Linked DNA regions of Sus scrofa: region 1 is linked to region 2. A link is a contact called in public Hi-C data. All regions are on one chromosome and are shown on one strand. Each heading gives the region's core, a stretch centred on a gene start, on an enhancer-like site or on the middle of the called end of the contact. The rest is flanking DNA. Distances are from core to core; before and after follow the strand shown. Region 1 overlaps LOC102162217 (a long non-coding RNA gene). Region 2 has its middle 120 kb from the start of MIR133A-2.

Region 1 (5,810 bases), core at 3,165-5,664, 87 kb before region 2:
TCTTTTTAGTCGCAAACCCTCGGCACATGGAGATTCCCAGGCCAGGGATCGAATCAGAGCTATACCTGCCCGTCTACTCCACAGCCACAGCCATACCAGATCGCAGCGGCATCTACAACCCACACCACAGCTCACGGGAACACTGGATCCCTAACCCACCGAGCAAGGCCTAGGATTGAACCTGAGACCTCATGGATGCTAGTCAGATTTACTTCTACTGAGCCATGACGGGAATTCCAAATTCATTTTTTTCTAATCCATAGGCTTCATAGAGAGAATACAATCGTGGACTTTGATGGAGACTTTTGTCTGAAGGGCTTGCCCAGGGCCAACACAATAAGCACAATGATTGGTGTTTCTCTGGTTCCTCCCCCAGCACATGCCTGCACATGAGCCCAGATTACGACTTTCTCTCTGACAGTGCACGTGCCAAGAACAGTGTGCTGCTGCAGAGCCCACCACACCTCAAACACAAGCTGTTCAGCTTCAGACCCACCCCGGCCACTCCTGGGTCATGGCAGGGAATTCACCATCACTTTGCCCATGGGTGGGCTATGACTTTACTTCTTAGGAAACCTCCATTTAAAAAAAAACCCTCTTTAAATGCAGTGCAGGATAGTTCCTGTCGTGGCTCAGTGGTTAACGAATCCAACTAGGAACCATGAGGTTGCGGGTTCGATCCCTGGCCTCGCTCAGTGGGTTAAGGATCCGGCGTTGCCATGAGCTGTGGTGTAGATGGCAGATGTGGCTCAGATCCCACGTTGCTTTGGCTCTGGCATAGGCCGGCAGCTACAGCTCCAATTCGACCCCTAGCCTGGGAACCTCCATATGCCGCCAGAGCGGCCCACGAAACGGCAAAAAGACAAAAATAAAATAAAATAAAAATAAATGCAGTGCAGGCAGGTCAGTGACCTCTGACAAAGTAGACAGGAGGTAGAGAAAAATCAGTAGTAGAAGTGCTAATCACATTATATCGCTTTAAGCTCCATTACTCCACACCGCCCCCGCTGGGCTGGGGTAATTCAGCACTCAAGCCACTCCAAGAAATAGCATAGAAAAATGACAATTCCTTCCACCCTTTCTGTATCCCATTCCCAGGTATGAACAGTCTTCCATTGGATGTGTATCCTTCCTGACCCCTTCCTATAGACACAAAGATTACATGCAGATATTAGAGGATGATTAAATTTTTCTCCAACTCACTTTCTCATCTAATGCCATGGATATCCTGCCACATCAGAAATACAAGTCCACATTCTTATGAAAATTTACGTCGTTTTCTGTGACATAAATTTCCCTGGGTCCTTTGACCATAACTCCCAATATGTTGTTCTCAAGAACTACACTTGGGATAGAATCCTAGAAATAGAATTTTTTGATCAAATTCTTTTTTTTTTTTTTTTTGTCTTTTGTCTTTTGTCTTTTTAGGGCCTCACCCTTGGCATATGGAGTTTCCCAGGCTAGGGGTCTAATCGGAGCTGTTGCTGCCTGCCTATACCACAGCCACAGCAACGCCAGATCCAAGCCACATCTGTGACCTACACCACAGCTCACGGCAACGCCAGATCCTTAACCCACTGAGCAAAGCCAGGGATCGAGCCCCAACCTCATCGTTCCTAGTCAGATTCATTTCCGATGCGCCACAACGGGAACTCCGATCAAATTCATTTTAAAAAGCTGTTAGTTAACACAAGAATGCCCTCCGAAAATGCTTTTCTTTCCAAGTCTGGAGCACAAGGACTCCAGACTTTGCACTTTCAACCAAGGTGTCAGAAAAACAGTGGAGCCAACCAAAACCGGTTACATGTTGCTAAGAATGCTTTGTTAAAGAAGCTCCATCTAGGGAGTTCTCATTGTGGCTCAGGAGGTTTAGAACCTGCCATTAGTGTCTGTCAGGATGTGGGTTTGATCCCTTGCTCAGTGAGTTAAGTATTCGGTGTTGCTGCAAGCTGCGGTGTAGGTCACAGATGTGGTTTGGATCCTGTGTTGCTGTGGCTGTGGTGTAGGCCGGCAGCTGTAGCTCCAACTCAACCCCCAGCCTGGGAACATCCATATGCTGGAGGTGAGGCCTTAAAAAGAAAAAAGAGAAAAAAAAAAAGGTCTATCTAATGCATATGGGGAAGATTTCTATTTACAATGACTAGGGAACTATATCTAATCACTTGTGATGAAACATGATGGAAGATAATATGAGAAAAAGAATATAGATATCTGTATGACTGGGTCACTTTGCTGTACAGCAGACACTGACAGAACGTTATCAGTTTTTTTTCTTTTTTTGGTCTTTTTGCCTTTTCTAGGCCTGCTCCCGTGGCATATGGAGGTTCCCAGGCTAGGGGTCGAATTGGAGCTGTAGCTGCTGGCCTACGCCAGAGCCACAGCAACGTAGGATCCCAGCTGTCCGCGACCTACACCACAGCTCACAGCAACGTCAGATCCTTAACCCACTGAGCAAGGCCAGGGATCGAACCTGCAACCTCATGGTTCCTCGTCAGATTCATTAAGCACTGAGCCATAATGGGAACTCCTCAAAAAAAAAAAATTTTTTTTTTTTGTCTTTTTGTCTTTTTTATTTTTTGCCATTTCTTGAGCTGCTCCCGAGGCATATGGAAGTTCCCAGGCTAGGAGTCTAATCGGAGCTGTAGCCACCAGCCTACGCCAGAGCCACAGCAACTCAGGGTACAAGCCGAGTCTGCAACCTACACCACAGCTCACAGCAACGCCAGATCCTTAACCCACTGAGCGAGGCCAGGGATCGAACCGCAACCTCATTGTTCCCAGTCGGATTCGTTAACCACTGCACCACGACGGGAACTCCAAAAATACTTTTTTGATAAAACAAAATAAAATGACTGAGCAAACAAGTCCTGGTCACCAGTATTTTGCCTCCTTTGTAAGGTGCTGGGATAGAAAGACAAATAAGGCGTCATGCCCATCCTTATGGACTCAGACTGGAAGAAAAGGCAGATCTGGTCTCAGGAGAACAGTCATGCAGGGCTGCAGGATTGCATAAGACAGCCAGAGACTTGGAGCAGAAATTACCTGGAGAAATTCAGCCTGTGAGCTCCATGGGACAAGGAGAGAAGGAGAGAAGTGGGTGCCAGACCCTTAAGACTCTGAAGGGCATGAAAGGGCTTTTCTCAAAAACGATCAGAAACTATTATTTATTTTATTTATTTATTTATTTATTTTATTTATTTATTTTTTTTTTTTTGCTATTTCTTGGGCCACTCCCGAGGCACATGGAGGTTCCCAGGCTAGGGGTCTAATCGGAGCTGTAGCCACCAGCCTACGCCAGAGCCACAGCAACGCGGGATCCGAGCCGCGTCTGCAACCTACACCACAGCTCATGGCAACGCCGGATTGTTTAACCCACTAAACAAGGCCAGGGACCGAACCCGAAACCTCATGGTTCCTAGTCGGATTCGTTAACCACTGCGCCACGATGGGAACTCCCAGAAACTATTTAAAAACTTTTCGGCTGGGAAGGCAAGCTGAGAGGTCCCACAGCTCTGCCTACAGGGACTCATCGAGGGACCCTCTGGCCAAACTGGAGAACTTGCAAGACAGAAATGTGGTGCTGGACCTTACTGGGCTGTGAGGAAGGGGCCAAGGGAGAGAGACGTGAGTTTCTGGAAAGGGTTCATTTTAGGTCACAGGGGGAGATACTGACTTTACTAAGCTTGTGAATTGCCCTTGATGGAGGACAATCAGGACTAGCTGTACCAGACCCCTCAGTCTGCTGGAAGAAAGTCCTTTGAGAATGTGAGAAGGAGTACAACTTAGGGCAGGGCCCCAGGCGGAGGACAGCCCCTGCCAGAAAGTGGGTGGAGATTCCAGAAGGCCTGGGTAGGCTGGCCTGGGGTCCTCTCTGACCTGCGGCCCTACTTCCTGACCTAGCTTCTCAGTTTGTAATCCCTTTAACAGGACAAAGAGCTGAAATGCTCACGGGCATTTCGGGGGTGAGATGGAGGTGGGGGGGCGGGGGCTAAAACCAAACTTTAGCAGAACAACTGGAGGAGTTTGTCAGCACAACAGACCATGGCTACGATTAAAGCGATTTGGGAGAAAGGTGTTTTGGTCTCCCCGTCATGGATATTTTTGATAAACTCTCGGACCCCCAGTTTTCCAGGGACTCAACTTAGAGAAACGCCGCCCTCAAGTCATCACAAGGAGACAGTGGGCTTCTCAAGGAATCCAATGCCTGAAGTTTCTCCTCAGCCCCAAATCTAGTCAGAAACTTGTTTTCTGAGGCCCAGGCATGAGCTCACCCTCCAGGGGTGTAATTCAGTATCACCCCAACCAAGCAGAATCACAGGACACCCTCAAGCCTTGGCCAAGGGCTCCCATCACACTCCAGAGACTAACAGAGGCCAGCATTGTAATTCCCCTCCCCCAGAAGAATCAATAGGAGCCAGTCGGCGTAAACAGATCCTCCTCTGCTCGGATGAAGCCACACAGGAGCATCGGAGGGAGCATTAACAACACTGCTTTGTGAGCCTGCTGGCATGGCGCCACCCTGCTTCTCCCTCCCAAGAGGTGGTGACCAGCGCGGGCTGCGTACTTGTGCCCAAGCCTTACTGCACATTTGGAAACCTCCACGAGCTATTTGAGTAATTCACTTGGGGCTGGAGGTTCACCCAGGCAGAGGCCAAAGCCCTCGCCCTGTGGCACGCGGGTTCTCTCTCCTCTGGACAGGGGCTCCTTTTTTTATGCAGGTGGACATGCCTCTGGTCCCCCTTGAATGAAAGGAAGCACAAATAGAAGAGTGGAGGCAGGGGAGATGGGGGTTGTCCTTTTCCACCCCACAAGCCTTGAGCCTCACACAAAGACCCTCCTTTAGGCAGCCCGACTCTGCCAAGCCGGTTCTGTTTTCACACCTCGGTTTAGAGATAAGAGGTAATGCTGGGGAATCACATAACCAAGTTGCGAAATGAAGCTGATCAGCTAAAATTGACCATTTTAGGTGCCAAAGGGGGAGCTAGCTAGGTCTGTCCTCAATGGGGCCCCTGTTTTCCTTCCTCCTCACCCTTGAGCAGCACGTTTCTTCCAGCCTCCGGGCGGGCCGGCCCATTGGCTATGGCTGAGAGCTGACGGGGATTTGTTCTCGGTCAAGTGCATCGACGTTCACTCACTGCCTTCTGGGAAGCACTGGGATTAGCTGACACCAGGAAGCCCGCTCTGAGCCTCCCAGCAGCACAGGCAATTGCTCTCTTGGCAGGTGACTCCTGTCAGGAGCTCAGTTATCTAGACTGTGGGGACTTAAGGGGACAAAGGCAAGATGTCAAAGGACCCTTGGATCTCTGGTCTCCTGAGTACTACCCACTAGGATGCTTCCTGGAGTAGGAGGGGAGGAGCCCATATCCAAGGGTGTGAGCAAAAGCTGTGAGGAGGTGCACCTTTGGGAGAGACCATTGTTTCAGGGTGACCCTGTCCAGACTGCTGCTGCTGCTTTTTTTTTTTTTCGCCTTTTGGGGCCTCACCCGCGGCATATGGAGGTTCCCAGACTAGGGGTCGAATTGGAGCTGTAGCTGCCAGCCGACACCACAGCCATAGCAACGTGGGATCGAGCCGCATCTGCAACCTACACCACAGCTCACGGCAACGCCGGATCCTTAACTCACTGAGCAAGGCCAGGGATCGAACCTGCAACCTCATGGTTCCTAGTCGGATTCGTTAACCACTGAGCCATGAAGGGAACTCCCAGGCTAGGGTTTGAATCAGAGCTACAGCTGCCAGCCTACACAACAGCCACAGCAACGAGGGATCTGAGCTGTACCACAGCCCATGGCAACACTGGATCCTTAACC
Region 2 (5,683 bases), core at 313-2,812:
CTCTGCTCTGGACCAAACCATTTTCAGCATCACAAATCACCCTCAGCCCATTCGGGGGCTGCTGCTTCCAGGAGCCTCACAAAGCCTCCCCCAGAGCAGCCTCATTTGGATCCAGAGGGATCACTTCCTGTCCTTCCCAAGATCTGTTCCAGTTGCATCTACCAGCTGCTGTCATTCTTTCATGATCAGTTAATTTCTTCTTTATGATCTTAGAGGCCTTTTCCCCTGTTCTCCTTCCTTTCTGCTCTGCCAACACCTGACGTCAGCCTGTCTCTGGCCACAGACGAGGTGAGGTCAGGATGACCTGCCTCTGACTTAGTTCCTGGGCACTGGGTCAAAGGCCACCCAGTGTGGACATGAGCCATCAAGAGGCAAAGGGAAGGGGAGGCTCAAATTGAAAATGAAGTCTTTGGTTTTTCCTAACTTTGTTTTGTTTTATTTATTTTAGCGTTTTAGTACTGCACTTTTTAGGCATGTGGAAGTTCCCAGGCTAGGGGTCTAATCAGAGCTGCAGCTGCCGGCCTACACCAGAGCCACAGCAAGGCTGGATCCAAGCTGCATCTTCAACCTACACCACCACTCATAGCAATGCCAGATCCTTAACCCACTGAGCTAGGCCTGGGATCAAACCCCCATCTTTGTGGATAATAGTCAGGTTCATTACCGCTAAGCCACTTTGGGAACTCAGGATTTCCCCTAACTTAAATGGAAATCATCAAAGGAAATTCTTTGAGTCATGTACGTCCTTTTTTTTTTTTTTTTTTTTGGCCAGGCACGAGGCACATGTGGAAGTTCCTGGGCCAGGGATCAAACCTATGCTACAGCATACTTAATCCACTGAGCCACCAGGGAAATTCTGTACACTTTTTTTTATTATGGTAAAATATGCATAGCATATAATTAACCATTTTAAAGTGCACAGCTCAGTGGCATTTAGTATTTACAACATTGTACAACCACCATCATCATCCATCTCCAAAAGTTTTTCTTCATTACAAAGCGAAACTCTGTCCCCATTAAACGCAAACTTCCTACTCTCCCCTCTCTCCAGCTTCTGCAACCAATATTCCACTTTCAAATTTGACTCTTCCAGGTACCTCATAGAAGTGGAACCGTCCAATATCTGTCCCTTTGTATCTGGCTTATTTTACTTAGCAAAATGTTTCCCAGATTCATCTATGTTTACGTGTATCAGAATTTCATTCCTTTTTGAGGCTGAATGACATTCAGTTGTGCATATATACCAAATCTTATTTATATATTCATCTGTTGATGGACACTTGAATTGTTTCCAACTTTTGGCAATTGTAAAAGTTGCAGCTATGAACATGCTTGTGCAAAGATCTGTTTGGTGAAGTGTTTTTAATCATTTAAAACTGTTTTTCTCCAATGCACACACTACCTTGTGCCTCTCTAAAAAGCTAGTAAAAACAGACCAAAGGGCTGGGTAGCATCATTAGCCAAGGACTATGCACTTTCTGAGTTCTGCACAGTTTGCATTGGGCTCAGACCAGGGGTACATCCAATCAGTGTGGACTGCTGGGGACACAGACGGCACTTGTCACGTGGATTCCTGCCAAGGCTAGTCCTCACAAAGGGCCAGCTGGGTCCAAGTGACCAGCTCCTGCCTCAGCCCAGCCTTATCAAAGGGTTACTGAGCCCTCATTTTGATTAGGCAAGTACTTTATAATCATTTACTAACAGATCATTTCCATCCTCAACAGCCATCAGCCAATGTAGAAATGGAGTATTTACATGGGGCGGGGAGCCAATTTCATATGGAGTTGATGTACAAATATGGGTGCAACCTTAGAGACCAAACTTGCTTTGCTCTCAGGAAATAAGCATAAATGTTATACTTGCTGTTCTGTCGGTGAAGCCATAGTCCCGAAGGTGGGGACTTCTGTACCTGACCACTCCACCTGACCATGGCATCCAAAAGGATGACCTAAGAGCTATGAGTTTTCCGAAGTTCCTGTTGTGGCTCAGTGGATACGAACCCAACTAGTATCCATGAGGATGCAAGTTTGATCCCTGGCCCCGCTCAGTGGGTTAAGGATCCTGCGTGAGTTGTGGTGTAGGTCGCAGATGAGGCTCAGATCTGGCGTGGCTGTGGCTGCAGTGTAGGCTAGCAGCTGTAGCTCTGACTTGACTCCTAGCCTGGGAACATTTTTAGGGTGGGTGCTGCCCTAAAAAAAACAAAAAATAAAAAAAGCTGTGAGTTTTCACTGACTCCTCCATATGCTCTCCCCCAAATCCTCAGAGAGGACTGTGGGGTGAGAAGCATGAACAGTAATAGCTGATCCCCAAGAAAAGGATATAACTGCCAAGCAAATGCCACTATGACAGCATAATACCATCTGTCATTCAATAATGCAAATATTGGGGAGCACAGCAGAAACGAATTCTACTAGAAATGATGAGGTTTCAGGTTTGATCCCTGGCCTCAGACAGGTTAAGGATCCGGCACTGCTGTGGGCTGTGGTGTAGGTCAAAGACATGGCTCAGATCTGGTGTTGCTGTGGCTCTGGCGTAGGCTGGCGGCTACAGCTCCGATTCGACCCCTAGCCTGAGAACCTCCATATGCTGTGGGCATGGCTCTAATAGTACAAAAAAAGACAAAATATAAAAAAATTTTTAAAAAATAATGTCCATGTTATTTCAAACCCCACTCCTAACTACAATTTCCATAGCCTTTTACTAATTTTGGTTTGTGGGATTCTATAGTTTTAAATTCCATTTCTCAGGTGAACCACATGTTTTACACACACACACACACACACACACACACACACACACATATATATTTTTTAAGGATATGTGGGCTTTACTTATTTATTTTTTCTTTTTACAACCTCACCCAAAGCATAAGGAAGTTCCCAGGTCAGGGGTCAAATCAGAGCTGCAGTTGTCGGCCTACAGCACAACCACAGCAATGCCAGATCCAAGCCACATCCAAGACCTACACCACAGCTCCCAGCAATGCCGTAACCCAGTGTGCGAGGCCAGGGAACTTGCATCCTCATGGATACTCATCAGGTTCTTAACCTGCTGAGCCACAATGGGAACTCCCTAAAATTAAATTCTTGATGTAATCTCAGGCTCCACCCCAGACCACTGGAAATAGAATCTGCATTTTCACAAGATCCCCGGGTGCTCGGAGGAGCCCTGCCCTGGAGCACAGGCCAGCCTTCAAGATGATGGAGGACATTTGTCCAGCTGGGAGGAGGGACGTGGAAGAGGTGTGTGTCAGGGTAGGAAAGTCAGAAAGTTTCGCCTGGTGGCCTCTGCTCCTCAGGGAGATCAAACATCAGTAGTTCATTTTGGTAAAGAGCCTGAGAATTCAAATACCAAGGCCAGGGAGCTTCACTCTTCTTGATCTAATGATTAGGATACTGCTTTCAGAGCCGGAGCTGCTCGTTCAGAAAATATCCATTTCTGGAGTTCCCGTCGTGGCTCAGTGGTTAATGAATCCAACTAGGAACCGTGAAGTTGAGGGTTTAATCCCTGGCCTTGCTCAGTGGGTTAAGAATCCGGTGTTGCCATGAGCTATGGTGTAGGTTGCAGGTGTGGCTCGGATCTGACATTGCTGCGGCTGTGGTGTAGGCCAACAGCTACAGCTCCAATTCAACCCCTAGCCTTGGAACCTCTATACGCCTTGGGTGCGGCCCTAAAAAGACAAAAAGAAAAAGGAAAAAAAGAAAATATCGAGTTCACATCCTTTTTTTTTTTTTTTTGAGGGCTGCACGTGCGGCATATGGAAGTTCCCAGCTAGGGGCAGAATTGTAGTTGCAGCTACTGGCCTACACCATAGCCACAGCAATGCCAACTCTAAGTCCCATCTGCGACCTACACCACAGCTCACCACAACACCAGATCCTTAACCCACCAAGCAACGCCAGGGATTGAACCTCAATCCTCATGAATACTAGTCAGGTTCTTAACCCACAATGAGCCACAATGGGAACTCTGAGTTCACATCCTTGAGGGGGACACTGTGACACATCAAAGCCACTCATTGGAGACAAGAATCTAGCCTCTTCGCTCCCAGTTTGAAGAATTTTGCTACTGTTTAATTTAATTAATCACAAAAATTATAACAAGAACTTATAATTCCAAGAGACCCAGGGATCTTGATTTGATTTGATTTGATTATACCTACAGCATACACAAGTTCCAAGGCCAGGGATTGAACCTGTGCCACAGCAGCAACTGGGGTCAGCCAGATCCTTAAACTGCTGCACAGTTTTAAAAAAAACTCCCTGGATTTTTTTTTTTTTTTTTTTCCAATGCAGAGAAGCCAGTCCTGAGCTGGTCTTGGGAAAGGAGAAAAAACCGGCAAGTCGCAGGGACCCAAGGAGTGAATGCGCTCTAATATCAACCATATGTTCTCTGCACTTCTGATGGGGATCCCACTCTTCTCCCTGCAAGGTTTTGACTAAAGCTTACCATATGCCGCGGGAATGCTTCACCACCGCGATCTGACCATATACGCCGAGAGCTATATATTATTACACAGAGTGAGTTAATCTGTGCCTTGATTATCTGTGTGTCTGGCCATCTAAAGACATCCATGGCATGGAGCTCTAACTCATGACTGACTTGCTAATTTGAAATAAAGATATCTGCCTCCCTTGTATACACCCCCCCCCCACACACACACACTTAGATGTACATTACAGTAGCATCTGCCAATACATTCTGAATGCATTGTCAAGTCTATCCTCCATTCCTTCCTACAGATGTATTGCTGCCTGAGAACTGGGGAATTACCTTGCATTTGAAAGTCACAGTGGGGGAGTTCCCTGGTGGCCTAGTGGTTAAGGATCTTGTGTCATCACTGCTGTGGCATGGGTTGGATCCCTAGCATATGGAAGTTCCTGGGCCAGGGATTAAATCCAAACCCACACCTCTGCAGTTAGCCAAGCTGCTGCAGTTGGAGTCTTAACCCACTACACTACAGCGGGAACTCCAAGATGAGGTTCTTTCTGCCTGCCCGCTAAGAGGAGAGATTGTGGACAGATATAGTAAGATTGTCTTCAGGGACATTGACTGCTTTGATTTGATTATTTTATTGAGCTATTCAGTATTTTTCAGTTATCAGAGAACGTAATTATCACAAGTGGTGAATGATGATGATCCATTAGTAAAAATAAAATTAGGAGTTCTCGTCGGGGTGCAGAGGAAATGAATCTGACTAGGAACCATGAGGTTGTGGGTTCGATCCCTGGCCTCATTCTGTGGGTTAAGAATCCGGCATTGCCGTGAGCTGTGGTGTAGATTGCAGACACCAATCAGATCTGGCGTTGTTGCGTCTGTGGGGTAGGCAGCTACAGCTCCAATGAGACCCCTAGCCTGGGAACCTCCATATGCCTCAAGTGTGGCAAAAAAAAAAAAAAAAAAAAAAAAACTAAAACAAATTTAGTAGAAGGAACAACAGTAATAATCATTGCTGTATGCTGGAAATGTAAGCCCATGAACTTTGTGGCTGAATATTTCAGATACTATGAGTAGACATGTCCAAGTCTGGCTATTTCTGTTAAGATAAATTTACAAGGTAGCACTTTCATAGACCTTTAGAATCAGCAAGAAATTTTCTTTTAATCCCAGCAGTATAGTTTTTAGAATGTCCTTGGCAAATTGGGCCTGTCCAGATACACATGTTAAGTTATTGCTCTGTTAT

The links. A called contact is a pair of places that touch in the nucleus more often than the background predicts.
Region 1: a contact with region 2 is called in a Hi-C map of liver, with 4 times the contacts expected there. The contact joins two enhancer-like sites. A contact is called at or near these places in 1 of 5 promoter capture datasets (liver) and 5 of 47 Hi-C or Micro-C datasets (liver and skeletal muscle).

The regions. Positions count from the first base shown.
Region 1 is chr6:107,202,430-107,208,239 of Sscrofa11.1, reverse strand. All of the region lies in intron 1 of LOC102162217 (a long non-coding RNA gene), which reads right to left. Among named protein-coding and RNA genes, the nearest start is that of GATA6, 79 kb to the left of the region's middle. Within about 2 kb of position 4,414, at least 12 of the 83 cell types and tissues checked have an H3K27ac peak or open chromatin away from gene starts, as enhancers often do. A contact at or near this core is called in liver, where this site is marked.
Region 2 is chr6:107,112,615-107,118,297 of Sscrofa11.1, reverse strand. No RefSeq gene overlaps it. Among named protein-coding and RNA genes, the nearest start is that of MIR133A-2, 120 kb to the right of the region's middle. Within about 2 kb of position 1,562, at least 1 of the 83 cell types and tissues checked has an H3K27ac peak or open chromatin away from gene starts, as enhancers often do. A contact at or near this core is called in liver, where this site is marked.